2 separate regions of the Mus musculus genome follow, and region 2 is linked to region 1. The links are chromatin contacts, called in public HiChIP or PLAC-seq maps. All regions are on one chromosome and are shown on one strand. The core of a region is the stretch at or near the end of the contact, and the rest is flanking DNA. Distances in the headings are between cores, read along the strand shown. Region 1 overlaps Gm30313 (a long non-coding RNA gene). Region 2 holds the start of B3gat1 (beta-1,3-glucuronyltransferase 1 (glucuronosyltransferase P)).

The links. HiChIP or PLAC-seq counts read pairs in DNA pulled down with a chosen protein or histone mark.
Region 2: a contact with region 1 is called in an H3K4me3 HiChIP or PLAC-seq map of embryonic forebrain, with 4 times the contacts expected there. The contact joins the promoter of B3gat1 here to the enhancer-like site in region 1. A contact is called at or near these places in 2 of 39 promoter capture datasets (embryonic stem cells and stem cell-derived epiblast-like cells), 2 of 484 Hi-C or Micro-C datasets (cortical neurons and stem cell-derived neural stem cells), 7 of 115 datasets of contacts at active chromatin or transcription factors (embryonic basal ganglia, embryonic forebrain, embryonic midbrain and 4 more) and 2 of 9 other capture datasets (adipose tissue and liver).

Annotation. Positions count from the first base shown.
Region 1 is chr9:26,518,007-26,521,243 of GRCm38.p6, reverse strand. The region is part of intron 2 of Gm30313 (a long non-coding RNA gene); the gene reads left to right. Among named protein-coding and RNA genes, the nearest start is that of Gm30313, 30 kb to the left of the region's middle. Within about 2 kb of position 1,628, at least 95 of the 459 cell types and tissues checked have an H3K27ac peak or open chromatin away from gene starts, as enhancers often do. A contact at or near this core is called in adipose tissue, cortical neurons, embryonic basal ganglia and 6 more, where this site is marked.
Region 2 is chr9:26,732,223-26,735,459 of GRCm38.p6, reverse strand. It overlaps B3gat1 (beta-1,3-glucuronyltransferase 1 (glucuronosyltransferase P)), which reads right to left and starts at 1,652. Exons shown (of 7, transcript NM_001310766.1): 1 at 1,283-1,652. Gm48393 (a long non-coding RNA gene) reads left to right here and starts at 2,577. Exons shown (of 4, transcript XR_003948112.1): 1 at 2,577-3,237.

The sequences.
Region 1 (3,237 bases), core at 379-2,878:
TCTGATCCTGCATATTTGGGAGTAGTGGGGCACATGCTGGGCTAGGTGAGAAGAGGAGGAAAGGGAAGGTGCAGGACAAATACAGAGACACAAATACTTGTCCCCATGTTTCCAGGCTGCCCAGAGCGCTTACTTTCTCTCTCTCTCTCTGTCTCTCTCTCTTCCTCTCTCTCTCTCTCTGTATGTGTGTGTGGTGTGGATGTGTGCATATATGTGTGCGTATGTGTTTGGGTATGTGAGCATGTATGTGTGTATGTATGTGTGTGTGTGTGTGTGTGTGTGTGTGAATGATCATGTGTGTGTGAGTGTGTATGTGTGAGCATGTATATATATATATGTGTGTGTGTGTGTGTGTGTGTGAGTGTGTGGTATGTTCATGCGGATATGTGTGTGAGAGAGAACATGTGTGTGTGAGTGTGTGTGTGTGTGTGTGTGTGTGTGTGTGTGGTATGTTCATGCGGATATGTGTGTGAGAGAGAACATGTGTGTGTGAGTGTGTGTGTGTGTGAGTGTGTTTGTATGTGTATGGGTATGTGAGTATGTGTGTGTGTGTGAGTGATCATGTGTGTGTGTGGTGTGCATGTGTAAACATGTGTGTATACGTGTGTGAGAGTATGTGGTATTACATATGTGAGTGAGTGTGTGTATGTGAGTGCCTGTTTGCAGGCACACACGCACACACACCTGGGAGTAGTTGGGAACAGTCTTCCTTGGATCTTCTCACCCCTTTCTGTAGCTTTGTGCTTTTGGGACCCTCTCCAAGTTCTGCAGCTGACAGAGGAATTTTCATGCCCTAAGGAGCAGAATGTCAGGAACAGCAGCCTTGGCACTGCCTGCAGATTGTCTGGGGATGAATTCCAGGCTGGGAGAGCCCGTGAAGCTACACAGCTGCATCCCCTGGAAACCCCACTGCTTCCCAGAACTGCTCTCTGCCCTGTTACCCCCTTCAACCTTCCTAAATTCCTTAGAGTGCCATTAGTACAGAGAGCTCCAGCTGGGAGCTCCTTGACAAGGGCTTGTGCTTCTCTGAGCTCTCCAGGGACTGAAATCAGCCCCAGGCTCCTTCCTTAACACTTTGCTGTCTCAGAGCAATCACACTCTGCCTATCTATACCTGAAAGGGATGGTGCTCCCACAGGGCTGCTGTGACTGCTCTTCACTGCCACACTCTGCCCTTCCATTTCTGGCAGTTGTTGCAGAAGAGGGAGGCCAGGTTGGGTGGCTGTGAGTTCCTGGAGACCAGCCAGCCAGCCAGTAGCAGAAACCTGTTTTCTACAAATATGCATTTGTGTGCTGTCTGAGCAGCCTCTAGGGCCAGCTGTCACAACATCCTAGAAGATGTGGTATTATAGAAGGCAAGGCTGCCACTCTGGAGTTTATGCCTAGAGGCTGCAGCACACAAGGCCACGATTAACATCCTGAGGGGGTAGGCAAAGGTACTGGAAAATCCGCAGCAGGCTTTGGGTTAGGATCATGTGATCTGTGGTTTTCATTTGTTGAGAATCTAATGCTTTTCAGCTCTTTTGCAGGCATTTTCTTGGCCTTTCTTGGGAAAGTTCCAGAAGCCCTTGAGTCTGGATCCATGCCCTATTCTCGGAAACTCACTGTGTTTTCTGTGTCATGGTCTTGGCGAGTTGTCTGTCCTCCTCTGCTGTCTTATCACTGTTCTGATGGCTTCATGAGAGTAAGAACTTGCTCATTCCTATGTTGGAAGAGATTACCAATAAACCTTTGTGCATAATAAATCTTTATGGAAGCTACTCCTAGATGTGATTATTACTTTACCCCTCTCTTCTCACTTTGCTTTCTGTGTCTTCTTGCTTTCAAAAGATTTATCTTGTCTCTCTCTACTTCCCCGTGTGCTCATAGGAAAGGCAGTATTATGTGGTTCATATAAGTCTCAATGCCCCAATGAAGAATCATAATGGAGACACCTGGAGCTTGAGAACAAAGCATTATGCACACATTTTAGAAAGGGTTCTCAGATTGGCTCTGAAATCTGGTTAAAATGATGCACCCACCCATGGAGTGACAAATGAGGGTGTGAACACCTGCCAGGGGCAGGTATTTTGTTTTTTATTTGTTTGTTTTTTTCAGAGATACTAAGTCTTGGTGACAGGCAGGTCTGGTCACAATCCACTGTGAGATGTCTTACAAAGGTACAAGTACTGTTTGTCTATGATTAGGCAGGAATGGTGCCTGAGAGAAGCAAACATCTCAGTGAGCAGGAGCATGCCCACATTTTCTGTCATCAATACCTCTTTATATTCATTGTTTAGTGAACGGTTCAGTGCAGTCACCCAATAGGGTTTGAAAGAAGGTGGGGTTGGCTCAAGAAGCCTTTGTGAGTGGCAAACACAAAGGAGCAGTGACTCACCAGGGCACTTGGTGTATGACTTCCCTGATCTCACTGTGTGTGGAATGGTGTGAGGCCAAGAACCTAAGTGAGCTCATGCTGAGTAACTTGGCAGATTGCTTAGGAGCCATTAAGAGAAACTATTGTGAGATTAGAACAGGAAACCCAAGGAAGCCTTATGCAGACTTATGAAAGTAATTATGTTCCTGCCATCCTTTGTCAAGGAACAGTCGGCACAGAAGATGCACAAATGATCAAGGAGATAAAATGGCCTCTAGTTGATCACAGTCAGCTTCAAGGCCACCCTTGGGTTGCAGTGTGGATGCCTGAGTAGCATACTGGGTTGAGAGGGATGGGGGCTATGCCAGATATGTCAGCATAGGCTCTACCTCCAAAGTAATGCAGCTACAACATCAGGAACACTTCCCACTGGGTAGCAAAGAAAAGAACAGGGTCCAATGGTCCTGATACACTGCAAATACTTAAGAGGGCTTCACACCCCAATTGTGACTTGACATCACACCTCCTTTATCTCATTGAAGACAGAAATTCCTCTTGAATGAAGTTAAATGTTCTGAGCAAGTGTTACAGTTTAAGTAGTTGTGTTCCCTTTCAATTATTTACACATTCACTATTCACATATTGAAGCCAGATATAGTACTTTTAGGAGGTAGAGGTTATAGGAGATAAATACAACATGAACATTGAGCCTTTGTAAACAGGATTGTTGACTTTATAGAAAAACCCCAAAGAGCTCCCTCATTCTTTCCACTACTAGAGGACACAGCCTGAAGTTACCACCCATAAACTAGAGAGTAGATGCCCATCAAATACTGAATCTGCTGATGCCTTTGATGCTAGACTTCCAGTTCAAGAAATGTT
Region 2 (3,237 bases), core at 403-2,902, 210 kb before region 1:
TTGCATGAACACAGAAAGGACTTGATGTTTGGTTCAATAGTGCTCACCAACTGAGCAGGTTCTAAAAGGAAATGCCTCCTCTCTGTAGTGACTCTTGACAGAAAAGGGAGATGCTAAGGACAGAAGACTAGAACAACAACAGCCCTACACAGCTAAATACCCACCTCAATACCAGTCACTTGTGAAGCCCCGTGCTTGCCATTTACACACACACACACACACACACACACACACACACACACACACACACACCACATGCACATTATTTCTGTGTCAGGCATATGGATAGCTGTCTCGTTCACTTGCAACTGTATGCCAGATAGTCCAAGATCGAGATTCTGCTGGGCACTCCAGCTAAACTGGTCTCCGTAAAGAAGTACCACTCAAGCATGGGGGAATCCACTGTCAACAAAAAGCCCTGCTCAAGGTCCTGTGCCTTTAGAAATCTGGGGGGTCATCTCAGCTCCACCTTCTATAAGCTGTCCAGTGAGTGCACTAGGACTAGATCCGGCTAAGAAAGTGGTAGCTCATGAAAACCAAGTTCCTGTAGGTGGGTGGGGTGAGTTGGGAGTGGGTGGGCTCTTGACCTGAGCTGCTTAAGAGGAGTCTGACACTCCGGTTCCCTGGGGTGCGGGATCTGATACTTTTTCCTCTTACTTCACATCTCAGTTTCCTTTTCTGAACTTGTATGATCAAGTGCACAGAGGAAGGTAATGACCTGGCCCTGCCTCCTTCCGCTTTACTGCACTGAAGGTCTCTAAGATTCACTGTCACTTTCCACATCTCTTGGCTCCCAGCACCCACAGGAAAGATGAGCGTCACTTGGTTCCCCTGAAAAGAATTAATTTGTAAATGTCCAGGAAAGACAGAGAGATTGGGGTCCCTGCCGGTGAGTAGGGGTGCAGCTAGAGCTGACCCCTTCTCCTATAATCCTATGGGCCACTAAGAACCACCTGCTGAGGTGGCAAGGGACAGAAGAGCTAAGAGAAAGACCAGTTGTTAGAAGACTCAGAGAACCAGTTCTTGCCTTCATCCTAATGGAGCGGGGCAGGCAGCATCCGAGCTTTATTTCCTATCCTCTCAGGTGCAGGCCCTGCCAGCCGGCCCTATTTCCCGATGGATGTTCCTATTTTGTGCAACACACACACACACACACACACACACACACACACACACACACACCGCGCGCGCACGCGGGCGGACATGGCGTGGGTACTGATGGGGACGCATAAAGGGGCTCTGTGCACCGCGGAGGTGGGGGCTCAGGGCGCCGGACACTGACCTGCGGCAGCGAGTCCATATCGTCCCTGGCGCAGTCCATAGCGGGTGGCAGTCCTATACCCTGGCCCCAGCGACCCAAGGCTGCTGCCCTGCGATGCGCGCGCTTCTCTCTCGAGGCGTTCTCCGGTTCCGTGCCCTCGGGGGCCACTTCATAGCCGCGGGCCCACTCGTCCGCAGCCCCGGCCGGCCCGCTATCACGGCCCCGCTGCTTCTGGGCTCAGCCAGGCAGCGGCCAGAACCCTGGAGCGCGCAGGAGGGCGCGGGTGGCGAGGCGCGGGGCGGCGATCGGAGCCCCAAGAGGCGACGCGCGGGCCGGCCGGGCCGGGATGGCTGGGCGCGCGGCCGGAGCCCAGCCGAGCGGGCCAGCGCGTGGTGCCCTCGGCGCTGGCGGCGGCGGATGCGCGGTGCGGCCGCGGCTGTGACAGCGCCTCCCGCCCCGCCCCCACGCACCCCGCCCCCGCGAGCGCGAGCTGCCGGCGGGACCCGAGCCACTCGCGGTCCGTACCAACCTCGCGGGCTGAGGCGGGGGCCGACGCTGGACCCCCTCCTCTAGCTTGGTATCACCTCCCTGCTCTCTCCTCTGTGGCCCTCCCTCTGGGGCGTCTGGGACTTCGTTTGGATGCTGGAGTGGCCTCGGGCGGGGCCCAGGGCACCCCAGCTTTGGCTCGAGTGAGAGCGCGCCCGCCCTGCCGGCACCCCCAGCTCACCCGCCTCCATCCTTCAATCCTGGCTGCTCAGGCCCCTGGCTTGGCAGCTTCTCTCAAAGGGCGATTGTTTCCGGGCTGGGATGCTGAGGGTTTGGGGGTTGCGGTGGGGCACGGTTCTGCGGGACTAAGACACTGAGCTGGAATGAGTGCGGCTGTGAAAGAGGGTGCGGCCCCCAGCTTGGCTTCGGGCAATCCGAAGTGGATACAGGGTTGTTTGTATGGGTCGGAGGTAGGAGTCCCCAAGGAGCCTGCCAGTGGGGCAGCCCCACCTGTGGGCACTGCTTCTTTCTTTTAAGGATATGCCAAAATGTTGAGGGTCACTCTGCTTTCCCGCCCCCCAGCACTGGGCATCTAACAAGGAGGCAGGAGGCACAGTCTGGTGCAGAATGAAGAGATGGCCAATGTGGGTGGGCAGGCCATCCAGGAATTTCTAGGTATTGGGGGGCTGGGATGCTGGGATGCTAGGATACAGGGAGTTTCTCTCTCTCTCTCTCTCTCTCTCTCTCTCTCTCTCTCTCTCTCTGTCTCTGTCTCTCTCTGTCTCTGTCTCTCTCTCTCTCTCTCTCTCTCTCTCTCTCTCTCTCTCTCTCTCTCTCTCTCTCTCTCTCTCCCTCTCTCTCTGCCATGCAGTCATCCAGTGGGAGATTTCTAAATGCTATTGTCTACTTGCCAGAGCCTAAGATGCCATCCATGCACCTTCAGGTTTATATTGCTGATAGTCCTCACTGACACCTGTGGTCAGGGCCTTCAGCTGTGTCCTCTTCAAAACTCCAAAAGACCAGCTCCACCGCTAGGCATTGCTGGGTTGAAACGTACTTTATACTGTGGGCTGAGGCTGAGCCCACAGCTCTTCACCATCACCTCTGCCTATCAGGATGAAGCCTGGTTCTCCTCTTGGGTGAAGTTGAGTGGTGTAAAGGCTCTAGAATCAATTCTGTTCTTCAAGGCTTTGAGGTTAGGTAGTAGTCACAGTTTACAACATCCCATAGAAAATACAGAATTACTGTCTCTAGAGAGAGGCTTTCTCCAGACTCTTCTCCCCTTACTCCATACCAGGGAGCCCAGGGCATGCTGTCTTGCTGCATCTCCTTGAGGAAACCATACCACCCAAAATTACTAAGTGACAGGGCAGAGATGATCTTGGAGGCTGATTCTTACCAACAGGGAAGCTGATGCCCACAGACAGGAGCATCCATGTGTGGGGTCACACTCACTCATATCTCTGCCCAGGATGGTGCCAAATCCCCAG